2 separate regions of the Gossypium arboreum genome follow, and region 1 is linked to region 2. Evidence: chromatin contacts called from public Hi-C data. All regions are on one chromosome and are shown on one strand. Each heading gives the region's core, a stretch centred on a gene start, on an enhancer-like site or on the middle of the called end of the contact. The rest is flanking DNA. Distances are from core to core; before and after follow the strand shown. Region 1 has its middle 43 kb from the start of LOC128285646. Region 2 has its middle 18 kb from the start of LOC108480023.

The links. Hi-C and Micro-C count contacts between places; a contact is called where the count stands out from the background.
Region 1: a Hi-C map of leaf shows a contact between it and region 2, with 2.6 times the contacts expected there. The contact joins two enhancer-like sites. A contact is called at or near these places in 2 of 5 Hi-C or Micro-C datasets (both in leaf).

What each region holds. Positions count from the first base shown.
Region 1 is chr12:111,172,240-111,179,045 of ASM2569848v2, reverse strand. No RefSeq gene overlaps it. Among protein-coding and RNA genes, the nearest start is that of LOC128285646, 43 kb to the left of the region's middle. Within about 2 kb of position 1,850, at least 1 of the 2 cell types and tissues checked has an H3K27ac peak or open chromatin away from gene starts, as enhancers often do. A contact at or near this core is called in leaf, where this site is marked.
Region 2 is chr12:111,083,037-111,089,820 of ASM2569848v2, reverse strand. No RefSeq gene overlaps it. Among protein-coding and RNA genes, the nearest start is that of LOC108480023, 18 kb to the right of the region's middle. Within about 2 kb of position 4,595, at least 2 of the 2 cell types and tissues checked have an H3K27ac peak or open chromatin away from gene starts, as enhancers often do. A contact at or near this core is called in leaf, where this site is marked.

The DNA.
Region 1 (6,806 bases), core at 601-3,100, 92 kb before region 2:
TAAATAATTTTAAAATTTTAAGTTAGAACTAAATTGATATATTTTATAAACATTAAAAGTTAAATTTATTAAATTTTTAGTATTAGAACTAAAATGACAAATTTCAGAAATCTTGAGGGCTAAATTTATTAAATTTTTTATATTTAAGATCAAAATAATAAAATATGTAAACAAGAAAGAGTTAATTTTTATTAGTAAATTAATAAAAAACTTACGTCAACACAGAGGACTAAAATATTTAATTTCAAAAATTTAATAATTAAATTAAAATAATTATAATTGAAACAATGACAATTTTAATTAACCCATACAAAGAATGATATTTAACATTTTTACATCATTATTTAAGAAAATTTTAAAGAGTTAATTTACTATTTTTTAATAAAAAGTCTCTAAATACAAAAGATTCTCTGCTACTTCTATTGAGCCGAGTTGAGTGATAAAAAGAAATAAAATTGCTTACAATCTTAATTTTCTTTTTAGGGTAAAATTTAGAAATTGATAAATAAAAAATGACAAGATTAACAGCGTTAATGACGTAATCCCGTAAAGTTCCCAAGTACCAAACCAAAAGTCACGCAACCTGCGTGATAAGACGTGACCAATTCTGAGGAATCGTCCAAAGCTTTTTTTGCCATTTACTTGATAGACCCACGTGTCCCCGGAAACTGACGCGTAGGACACGTGGGGTACAACCATTGCTTACTGTTATACAAATCCCACTTCAAATCCGCAACTACTCAATAAAATAAAAGATTAATTAAGAAGCAAAAATCGGAACGGATTGTCATCCCGTTTCCGTAACCATTGCTGGTCAGAGTGGATGATATGGCAGATCATGATGCCTATTTATTAAGTTTGGCTTAATTCATGATTTGGCCCTAAAGTATATCTATTTACACATTGATACTTAAAAACCTCTTTTAAATTTCAATTTGATATTTAAATATTAAAAAAATTAACTTTGACTGATTATTAATCAATGTTGACTAACTGTTAATCGATGTTGACTAAGCGTTGATTAACCACGTAGTGCTATTTGAACACGATATTTTTTATTTTTATTTTTAAAAATATTATATTGACTAAAAATGTAATAAATATATAAACTAAAATATTTTTATAAAATTCTGAAAAGTATAATTTAAAATTTTAAAATTGAAAATAATATGTAAAAATTAAAAATATTATAAAAATTAAAATTTATTTTTATAATTATATTTTAAGAATTTCATTAAAAATATTTTAAAACTTTTTAAAAAATTGTATATATCATATATATGAACTTTAGTTGTATGTAATTATATACATGAAATCTTATTTGCAACTTATATATATGTATACATAAAATTTTAATTTCGATTTAATCAGACACATTTATAGAAAATAGATACGCCTATTTTCATGCCAAACTAATATTATTATTTGTGTATACAATATCAATATAAAATAATACTTTGATAATATTATTAATAATTTGTGAAAATTAAATCAAAACAAAATTTTAAATTATTGTGGAAAGGTCAAACTTTTTTTAGAAAGAATCTTCAGTTTGGGAGTTAACGGACTCTTTAATTAAATGTATTATTTTATGTCAAAATTTTATCTTCTAACTCTACTAATACAACTAAAAAAACTCATGGATGTGAGCATCTCAATCCGATATTAATAAAGGGGAATGCGCGTAAATTCATAGACTTCCACGGAATTTAAGATATACGTAATTTAAAAATAAATTTAAAAAATATTTAAAATTTAGAATTTCATATAGATCCTAGGATAAAGGGGGCTTAAGTTAGGGGAGGGGAGGCAGTGGAAGCGTGGGCCTACTTTCTAGGACTAATGTAAGCTAAACAACAGACATGTCGTGGCACGGGAGAATTGCGCCACTGCTCCATCTCTCTTTCTTTATTCACTTATCATCTCCCATTGCATTACACGCGCGTACGAATCACTCGCCTTTCAGCGTTTTTTTTCCTTCACATAAGTCATAAAATGATATTTAATTTTTTTTTTCAAAGTTGGTACATAAGTCATTTTTGTTAGGAGTGATACTTAAATTATATTCTTGTATTAAATCACTCTTTACCCTTAAAAAATTTTCATAATCAATTATTTTATAATAAGTGAAATTTTTAACTAATAAAATCTAAACAAGTTTTTAAAAAAATTATAAATCTATTCATATTATTTGTTTTTATCCAAGAACTTCAATAATAAAAATTTAAAATCCGTCAAAAGCTCATCCAAATTTAAATTTTGGCCACAAAACTCGAAATATGTGAGCTTCTTTTCTATTTTTAAACATTGATTTTGATTCCTTTCTCACTTTGATTGAAAACCTTTAATTTTGTCTATTGTTTTTATGTATTTTACATAAAATAGTTAATATTGAGTAAACTTCTATGATAAAATATATATATATATATTATAAAAGTAAAATCAAAATACTGAGAAGAAGCTAAGTAGGAAATATGGTATGAAATTGCAAAGAAAATTTATCTAACACTTTAAAAAAATGCATTAAAAGAGTAAAAAGAATTGTGTCGGGTGAGTGTAAAAAAATTGAAAAGTTTTAATTTAATTTAATTTGATTTCTTATAATTCAATTTAATCCTATCATTTTAATGTAGGTAATAGAGTATAGCTTAAGTGCCACTTAAAATAATAAAATATAATTTAGATATTAACATGAAAAAATGATATAATTTAAATATTATTTATATGATTTGAAAAAATCTACTTATTTGAAGAAAAAATACTTACACTCCTTTGATGTAAATTTCATTAACTCTTTGAGATTTATTTATGAAATTTCCTTCATTAGTTAATTATTATCATATTTATTTTTATCTTTATCTTTATATTTGATGAAATATAATTAAAATAATAAAATCAATTAGTTATAAAGTATTTTTAATTACTATTAAATTATAAATTATATTATATTTTAACAAAATTATGTATTAAACATAATGTATTGTTCAATTAATATATGTATTTTTAAAAGTTATACGATAATCATAAATAAAACATTTGAATAACTATAACTAGAATTAATCATTATAAAATACAATCAAACTAATAATGAGAATATATTCCTATAGTAGAATAAACCTATATAAAGTCAACATATACAAGGGCATAAATCAAAATAAAATTTGAGAACCCACACATAATTTACAAGTGAAACTTGAAAATAAGATCTTAAAGCTCATTAATCCTTAATTTTTCCGTTAAATTGACTCTATTTAATATTTTATAATATAAATAATTATAGTTATAATCATGAGATATAATATGATGACTATTCATAATAGTCATTAATTACGTGATTAGAAGTTTAATCACTTTTATAAGAATGAAGTATATTTCAGAACCAATTATTTATTTATTCTAGGAGCATCAATTAATTTACGGACTATAAATATTTTACTTTCTAACATAAAATTTATAACCATAAAGGATTAATCAATTTGATATTAACGTATATTATCAACATGTTAAAAGATATAAAAATTGTTAAAATAAATAAATGAAATTGCAAAATATCTATTTTTCATGGTGAAACATGGACACACGAATGCATAGGTCATAATGGAGAAAGAAACGGTACGGGTATCCTTAAGTGTTACATTTATCTTTTGTATGTTTACACTCAAATAAGCATCATAAAATTAAGCACATTTTATTCATTTCAATTTATTTTGTTGACTTGTCACCATTGTTCAACTAATTTTGGGGTTTTTTTTAAAAAAAAAAAAATTTAGACACAAACACGAACATGTGTGTGCTGATCCGCTTCCAAATTTGTCATAAAACACTAATAAAAATGTCCATCCAAATTAAAAAGTTGAGTCTCAACTTGTAACAACACATGTTCCTGTCCTCACATCTCAATCTCTTGTGCTATACCTCCATCAAGATAACAGCTAGCTTTCCAAATATCTTCTTACAAAATATTTTTTAAGTGTAAATATGTAAAATCAAGTGGCCCTCACAATGAATTGTTGTGATATGGGCAAAGCGGCTTCACAACATGCCTCAAAACCACGTGCTACCATCCCTTACTAGTTAGTTTTACAAATTCCAAAACAACATCGAATGTACTCTCATAAATTTATAATGCGTGTCTAAGGAAACTAGATCATTCCTAAAGATTACAAACGGCAACCCCACCCGGGGAAAGGGGGAACCATTTCTAATTTCACCTTCATTTTAATATAATTGTACTTTAAAAGTGATAATATATCTATGTTGGATTTGATTAGAATATTAATAGATATTTAAAATTTTAAATTAGAAAAAAATTATTTCACCATAGAAAGATAAAATTGGAGTCTGAATTTTGATCATCCTTTTAAAGGAGAATATTTGATTTTTTTTTTATTTTTTATTTGTTTGTTTATGATATTTTTAAAGATGAAAGAGTCACAAAATAAGAGACCAAAAAAGAAGGATGAATTTTTGTAATTTTCATTCATGAGAAAAATGTGTTGATATATAAAACTTGAATAGCCGAGTATACAGGTGTGAAAATATATGTGGTAGCTAATAAGTAACAAACAGCTTAGCTACAAGTACTCTTTTAGCTGATATATATCAACTTTGTCAGCTTCTAGCATATTGTAGCGACGTAAAAATTTCTGCTTTCGGTCGCTAATTAAGGTGATTATTTGAAAATTTAAACTGACTTTTGATTTTATTAGCAAAGGGAGTCGCCACCGATCCTTTTTTATAGGTGTGATCGGACACCTAATAAAATTATTTTAAAACAAAAAGAAGGCCAAATTTAGGTCTACGTGAAAGTCTAGAGAAAAATTGGGGTTCGGGAGTCAATTATGCGCGAGGAAGGTATTAGCACCCTCGCGACGCCCAAAATTGGTATCTCATAAACATATGTTGACTTGATTTTCAAAAATACGAGTTCAATATAATATTTAATCGTGATCCTATTGAAAAATGAGAATTTTAGTTTTCGATTTTTTAGAAAGGGTGTCCTGTTTTTAACACAAGCCATTTAATTTCACCCAACATAGCGATGAAATCGATGGCTTAATATTAAATCGGTACATTGCCTTATTTTTGAAATTAATTAAAACATGAGAAAAAATATTCCTAAAGTGAGAAATTAAAATAGATAAAGGATGCAAAAAAATGATATCATTAATGAAAAATATTAACATGGAATACTAGAATATTAGAATAACAATAATAATGATATTTACAAAATAAAAACAAATCACGTACTAATAATAAAATAGGAAAATGATATATTTGGTAATAATAATATAAAATAATAATATGTACATAAAATACATATATATAAATGCATATAATAAAAGTATGTAATAATAATAATAATAATATCTACAATAAAAGAAAATATTAGGAAACGTACATAAAAAATATATACATAAAAATTTACAACAATAATATAAAATAATAATATGTGCAAATATATATATATATACATAAAATATACACTAATATAATAATAGTTATAATAATACTAGCAATAGTAATAATTTGTAATAATAATATATACAATATGGTATTTAAAATATATATATATATATATGTATGTATATAATAGTATTTAAGAATATATACATAAGAAATATATAACTAATGGCATTAAAAATATATACATAATATACATAAAATACCTAAAAAAGAAGGGGAAAGAAGAGAGAAGGAGGGGAAGGAAATCCGCCAAGGGGGGGGGTCATCGGTCGATTGTTCGGTCGTCATTGTCGTCGTCAAATCATGCCACACCGCCCATAGTGTGGCGGAAAAGATAATTTTTTTTAACAATGTATGTATATATAAAGAAAGAAAAAGCAACACAAAAAAAGAAAAAAAGATTCGAAGAAGAGGAAAAAAGAAAAGATACAACCTTTTATTGATGTTTTTTGTGTTCAAAATTTGAAGGATTTTTTGTGTTTTTTTCAATCTTTGTAAAAATCCCCTTACATAATTTTGAATGGCTTTTATAGCCATCTTTACATGATTTTCTATTATTTCTTTTTCTATTTTGTAGGTGGTGGTGGTAGACAATGGATATCAAAATGGGAGGAAAAATGGGGCAAGTGGGAAAGTGGTTAGGTAGCTAGGGTTTCTTAGTTTTTTGGGGGTTAGGTTTTTCTTTTTTTGGGGGAGGGCTTAATGGGCTTTTGAATTGGGTTTAATATTTGGGTTTTGTAATGGGTTTGGGTAGATGTAAATGGGTCATGGGTTAAGGGTTTTAGTGGGTTTAGAGGTTTGGTTGGGTTTTGATATAATCGGGCCCGCAATTTGGGCTTTACTACTACCCTCTTTGCTCATTGTCGCAACGATAATAGAGCAAAGACTTTCAAGGAAGACCAAACTTGCCCAGTCTTGCTAGGTCTTGACTTGCTTTGGAACTCTTCTTGTTTAGTTAGTCCCTTTTCATCCACCGCATCTTGTAGCTTTGGTTCAATCCACGCAAATTCGAGATATGCCTTGTAGCTCAACTGCTCCAATGTAACTTCAAGGATATGAGATTTGTGGCTTCGTTCCGCTTCACCGTAACTCAAAAGATAAGATCTACAACTTCAATATGCTCTTCTATCGCTTCAAAGTGAGATAAGGTTTTGGTCTTCTCTTCTGCGACTCCGAAAGGCAAGATCGATGCCTCGATCAACTCCACTGCAACTTTAAGGAGATGAATCGACGCCTTCAATTAGCTTCAATCTTTATTCTCTACTCGGCATCGATCCCGAGCTCAACTCATTTTTCGCAATATGAATTGACTCTCTAAAAATGACATTAAAAATAGAAAT
Region 2 (6,784 bases), core at 3,346-5,845:
ATTTTATACATTTAAATACTTTACATAAATATCTCGAAAAAGATTTCTCATTTCTTCATCATTACAATTTAGTGCATATTATACAATTCACAAATATCACATCTTTTCACACATATACTTTTGTCACAACATTATTACTTAATGTTCAAACAATATAACTTCTTATATTCTCCAATTATAATTTTCTTTTCAAATTTCATAATTCCATAATCTACTATTATTATTATTTATTTACTTATAAATTTAAATACATACATATATATTACATTTTATTTCTAAATAATTCTATACTACAATATAATCATCTAAATAAAATTAATTTAAAAAAATCTTGTAGTACTTACAACAAAAAGATTGAGATGATGTCTTCCTTCACTCCTTAGCCTTCTCTTTTCCTTTTTCTTCAATTAGGTCCTCTCCTTTCTTTTCTTTCTCTTCAATTTCATATAAAACATATAAATGTTATATGTTAGAGAAAATAATTAAATGACTTTTCTATACTATTAAAAAATAAACATGTATGATATAATAAATTCATCATTTCTTACATTAACTTACATTTCAATTTATTCCATAACTAAAATTATTTCCATTTCTATTACAATCTATACTTTAATTTTATTTAAATTCTACTTATAACTTAGTTTAACTCCCAAATTTTCACTAATAAACCCCAATTTCAAAACTTCTTATAATTTACTCCTTATTGCAATCTATTTCACAATTCAATCTTTTTCTCAATTCTAATTTGAATTTTTCATAAGTTCAATCTCTAATTTATCCATAAATTCAACATAAACTATATAAAAAAATCTACTAACTCTCAAAATTTCAACATATACCTAATAGTATTTTGTTCTAGGATCATAAAAACTCAATAATTACAAGAAAATGAATTAAATTGACTTACCAAATTGAATTTGAACCCTTGAAATCCCAAATTTTCTTTTCTTTTTTTTCTCCTTTTCTCTATTTCGTCCCTGCTATTCTGTTTTGTTTCTTCTTTTATTCTGTCTCTTTACTTTACTTTACTTTACTTTATGTTTTATATATTATATATAATATAATAATATATTATATTATATATTAATACTTAAATATTAAGTTAATATAATATATAATATTTATTTTATATCAAAATATCTTAGATTTTTTTTCTTTTAACGTTAAACCGCCTCATTTTATAATAATGGCATATTTACCTATTTAGTCATTTTTATTTTCTTTAATCTATAATTAAACTTTCACACTTATTTCAATCTAATCCTTTTTCCTCATTACTTCTAATTAAGTCGAATTCACCTAATCAAAACCTAATTAGACACACAACTAACTTCGTAAATATTTATAATAAATATTTACGAATCCGATTTATCGGAACGGAGTCCCGAGAATGCATTTTTTTTCTTTCTTTTCTCTTTTCTCTTTTTATCAATTTCACTATATAATTAATAAAATTTTCCTATCAAAATTTTCATGTAGTATTCCTATCGTAATATAGACTATGCCACAATATTAAAATAAATTTTCTTTCTAGATCGGATTTGTGGTCACGAAACCACTATCGAAACCACCCTTTTTATTTAAAAAATTTTAGGTTTAATGAAAATACGGGGGAATCGACTTTTGAAAATAAAACATGGAGTCGCCACCAATCCTTTTTGTTTAGGTGTGATCGGGTCACCTAAGAATTGAGTTATTTTAATAAAACATTTTTTATTTACTAAAACAACGATTTTGGTCTACGAACTTTGAGAAAGCAGGTTCGGGAGTCGGTTACGTATGAGGAAGGATTAGCACCCTCACTACGCCCAAAATTGGTACCAAATCGATTAAATATTGTCCTTATGTGTAAAATTAAAAATATTTTTGAAATGTGGTTCTTTTTTAATAATATTTGAATAACCCGAGTTGGTTGCCAAAAATCTTCTTGTTTCGACTTCTGAAAGTTTATAATTTGAAAATTACAAAAGGATGCCCAACTTATTTGGTCCAACGAAAAACTGAAACCCAGCACAGTAGGGAACGATTCCTCGAATTTCCAAACATTGAACATTGCCTTGCCTTAGAAAATACGAGTGAAATTCCGAAGGGATCTTCGATTGTTTTGAACAAATGAAAAAGCGCAACCCAGCACGATAGGACCCGATTCTCAAATCGCCAAACATCGAACATCACCTTCGTTTTGAAAGGTTTTTAGTAAGCATGAATGACCTAAAGGAATATTCGATTGCTTTGAACAAACAAGAAATCACAACCCAGCACGATAGGGCATGATTCCCGAATTGTCAAACACCGAGTATTGCCTTTGTCTTAAAGGATTTTTAGAAGACATGAGTAAAATTTTGAAGGGATATTTGAACATTTTGAGCAAACGAGGAATTGCAACCCAACACGTTAGGGCACGATTCCACGAATTTCCAAATATCAAGCCTCGCCTTCGTTTTCAAGAATTTTTAGAAGACATGGATGAAATTTTGAAGAGACATTTGATTATTTTGAGCAAACGCGAAATTGAAATCCAGCACGTTAGGGCACGATTCCGCGAGTTGCCAAATATCAAATCTCGCCTTCGTTTTCAAGAATTTTTAAGTAATTGTGAAACTAGCTTAAAAAGCATTAATTCGATTTGAAATAAGACGAAATTAATCATAAAATTTGGATTTTATAAAACCACATTTCAAAAATCAAGTGGAAAACGATGATATGGGATGATGGACACACATGAGATACCATACTTGATGAATGAGAATATCAATCAACCAAGAAAATGAGCAATTAAATATGATTAGCTTGAAAATATGACTCAACCTCAATTACGCATGGAGAACAATTAACATGGCAACAATGAATAAATAAAATGCAACGACGGCTTACATGACACAATAAAATTATTAGAGGCATAAAATAAAATGCAATCCAAAGAAGCAACATGGTATAAGATTATTGTAAAACAATGACAAACTTAATATACACGTGCAATCATTAAAATATATATAAAAATGAATATTTTAAAACACATAATGTATGAGTTGACAAATTTGCATAAAAACAAGAATATATAATTATTGAAATAGATATTATGAAATACAATTTTGAATCAAGTCATGTGCAAAACATTTTAAAACGGATTTATTCAAAAATTGACAAAGCATATGATAACATATAATATGAAAAGATAATAAAATACGTAATGAGATATAATGCACAAAATGGATTTACAAAACACACACATATATATATATATATATATATATATATATATATAAAACAGGAGATTAATAATAAAATACATATAAAAATTTTTGTTTAAAAATAATCTAAAAATTATACACATCCTTGTATCAAAATATTTGAAATAATAGACTATATGTACACAAAAGCAACATAATAAAAGACATACTTAATCAATAATAGCTTTATAATCACAAAAAAACAATGAAATTTCCGAAATTGTTTCATATATAGAAAAGAAAAAAAACTGTTAAAATAATAAATGTTAATATATAAATATATATATATAGATTTAAAGGAGAGTACATTTTAGAAAACATAGAGATAATACTATATATCTATATAGGTCAACAAAATATATATATATATATATATATATACATATAATAATCGCTTTATGTGCACCACGTGAAATTATATGATAAGAGATGAGGATAACTCTAAAAGCAAATATAAATATAAAATAATATGATATTAATGACATATATGAAATCAGCCTTATTATAAAGTATATATATATATGTATAAAAGAACATTTGAAACAAACAAGTTTAAAGGAAAATAGATAAATAGATATATTTTTATGTATAGGGACATATATACGTATATTAATGAAAGTATGACTAACGAACTAGAACCATGCAATACTTAATAAAATACTTCAAAAAATAATATATTAAATAGTGATGGGTAAGTAAAAAGTTTTTTTAAATAAAATAAATAAAAAATAAAAAATAAAGAGGGTTTCAAAAAGAAAGAATGCTGAAAATAATGAATAAATAAAAGAACTCAATTGAAACAGAAGTAAAACCAAGGGAACAATTGATAAATAAAATAAGTTGTTGAAATATGGAGAAGGACTAAAGCTTAAGGTGCACGCATGCATGGGGACCAAATTTGGCAATATACCAGATCTCAGAGTGCCGTGTTTAAGCGCGGACCCAATTGCAAATGGGCGCAAATTACCAGTCCGAATTAAAAAGGAAACAAGACAAGTTGGGCGCAATTGACCATGCACGTGAAAAGGGAGGGTCTGACGCGAAAATAACCCTCAAGGACCCAGTGTGTGGGTTTCAGCCTAGCGCGGGTCGGGTCATCGGATATTGGGCTTGCCAAACGGTATTGCATCAAAGCCAATGAATTTGGCTTGACACGTCGCCGCTTTATGCACCCTCACAGACCAAAACGAAACCCTAAGTGGGACTTCTTCCTCTTTTCTTCTTTTTTCCAAAAACCAAAGTAAGCAAACAACGAAAAACAGAAGCCTATTGCTCCCATTCGGCCGACCCCAGGGCCCGCGCAGTCCAACTGCCACCACTGCCAACGGTGGAGAACCACATGCGCACCCCTCGCCTAGAGCCTCGACTCGAAGATCACCGATTTCAGCCCCAGAAATCCGACCCCAAGCCTCGATTTCAGCGAAGTGAAGAGGGATTTCGATGGCCCATTCGCACAGGTAAGCCCTTCTTTCCTTGTCCCTTTATTTCTTAACCAAAAAAAGGAAAGCTCGAAGAGAAAACGAATCTATTCATAGAAAACTAAAGCAAATTCGGGGAACCAAAAAAAAATCACCTTTGCTATTCGATTCCTTTTTTTGTATCTGTAAACGTGTAAGCCTTTGTTTGTAAATGTGCGTTTGTATTACTTGTATCCGTAAAAAAAACCTCCTTACAATCGAAAAAATAGGGGCTTTATAGCCGAATAGCAAAACAACAAAAAACAACAATCTTTCTCCTATTGGCTGCTATTCTACTGCTATTCTCTTGTTCTTTTTCGCAGGTACGGGGCGTGTGCTGGCACTGGGCATGAGGGTGGCGTACGGGGTTGTCGATGTGGCTGTTGGAGGCGTGGGAGCTGAGTTCGGCTGCGGCGTGAGAGAAAGAACCCTAGGGTTCTGAAGTTGTAATGTTCTGGGCTTGGTTTCTGGGCCGTTTGGGTCTTAGAGCTTTGGGTTGTTTTGTAACTGGGCTAGGGTATAAGTTATAGGGTCATGTAATTGGACTGAGGGACTGTAAAAAAGACATTTTAACGGGCTGTGGTTTATTTATTTATTTATTTATGTTTTATGGTTTGTTTGTAACGGGCCCGGGCATATTTGGCTCACTACAACCACTATTCTGATTTTACTGAAAATGGGCCATTACATGAAATGTATGAACCAATTGGTTCATGAAATGAATATTGATATAGTGAAATGATATGTGTACGCAATTGAGAAAAGTTATTTGAATATCAATTATGATATTGAAATTGTAAGAGATGATAATTGAAAGTATTATGAATGATGTGTTATGAAATTGATTATTTGTTTAAACAATTTTTGTTATGTGTGTTTAGATATATAAATATTGTAAATTTTTATTTAATAAGTATTCGGACTATAGAAATACTACTGAGTTTATACTCAGAGTACGGTTTGTTTTCGTGCACAGGATAGGTTGAAGTCAAATTGTCAAATCAACAACTAAAGCCGATCTCGAACTTGTAACGCCCCAAAATTTTATATTTTGTTTTGTGAGATTGTGTCACAAATCTGCATTTGCTTTAGTGGTTGAGTGTTCTGGGTGTTTGTGGAAGGTCCCAAATTCAAGTATTGTCTTGGGTAAATTTTGGTATTTTTCTAAATAAAGCCTTAACTTTGATCAATAGGCTTTTAGTTGATAGTTGTAAAAACATATTAGAATGGGCTTGTTGGTCTGATGGATAAGTGGAATGTTGGTGTGATGGAGGTCCTGTGTTTGAGTCTTTGCGTGGGCTCATCTCGAAGAATCCTTCCTAAAAGTCTTCTCTTCCGCTTTTCCTCTTCCTTTTTGCTGTCGATTGTCCCTTCTTTTTCTTCCTTGCTATCGCTTTCTTTTTACTGGAAGTCCTTGCATTCCGTTATTTCGATCATCTTTTCTCGTTTTTGGTAAGTAAGGTTAGTGTATTATTATTATTATTTTGGATTGATGAATCGTTATTTTTTGAGTTCAGTTGGTGTTTAGGAGACAATCAATGGGTTGGAGATCTTTAATGGACGTTTTAAGGTTGCGAATCCTAACAATCGAAGGTAACGTTGTTGTTAGTGTAGCGTTTGGTCATCTCGTGCGTTTCTGTTAAGTCTGGCTATAAGTGACTAAATTGGTGATTTACCAGTAAAATATAGGTTCTGGTGGTGTTGGAGTTGCGTTTGCTGTTAAATCGAAACAGGTGTGTACCCGAAAACGCAGAAAATGAGGTTTCGGCGAAAGCTTAAATTTTCCTTCCTTTCTTTCTTTCTTTTCTTTTTCCCCTGTTTCGTTTTCTTCTATTTTGTTTATCCTTTCTTTTTCATTTCTTTTATTCTTTTGTTTATTTACTTTATGTTTTAATTAATATAATATAATAATAATTCTTAAATAATAAGTAATTTATATAATTTGTAGAAATATATGTACATAAATACCACACGTCATTGCTTATACCATACACTTGTAAAATTTTAGGTTTAATTCGTATTGAGTCCCTTGACTTTTCTCCATTCTATAATTCAACTTTTTCCCTATATTCAATATAGTCCTTATACCTAATT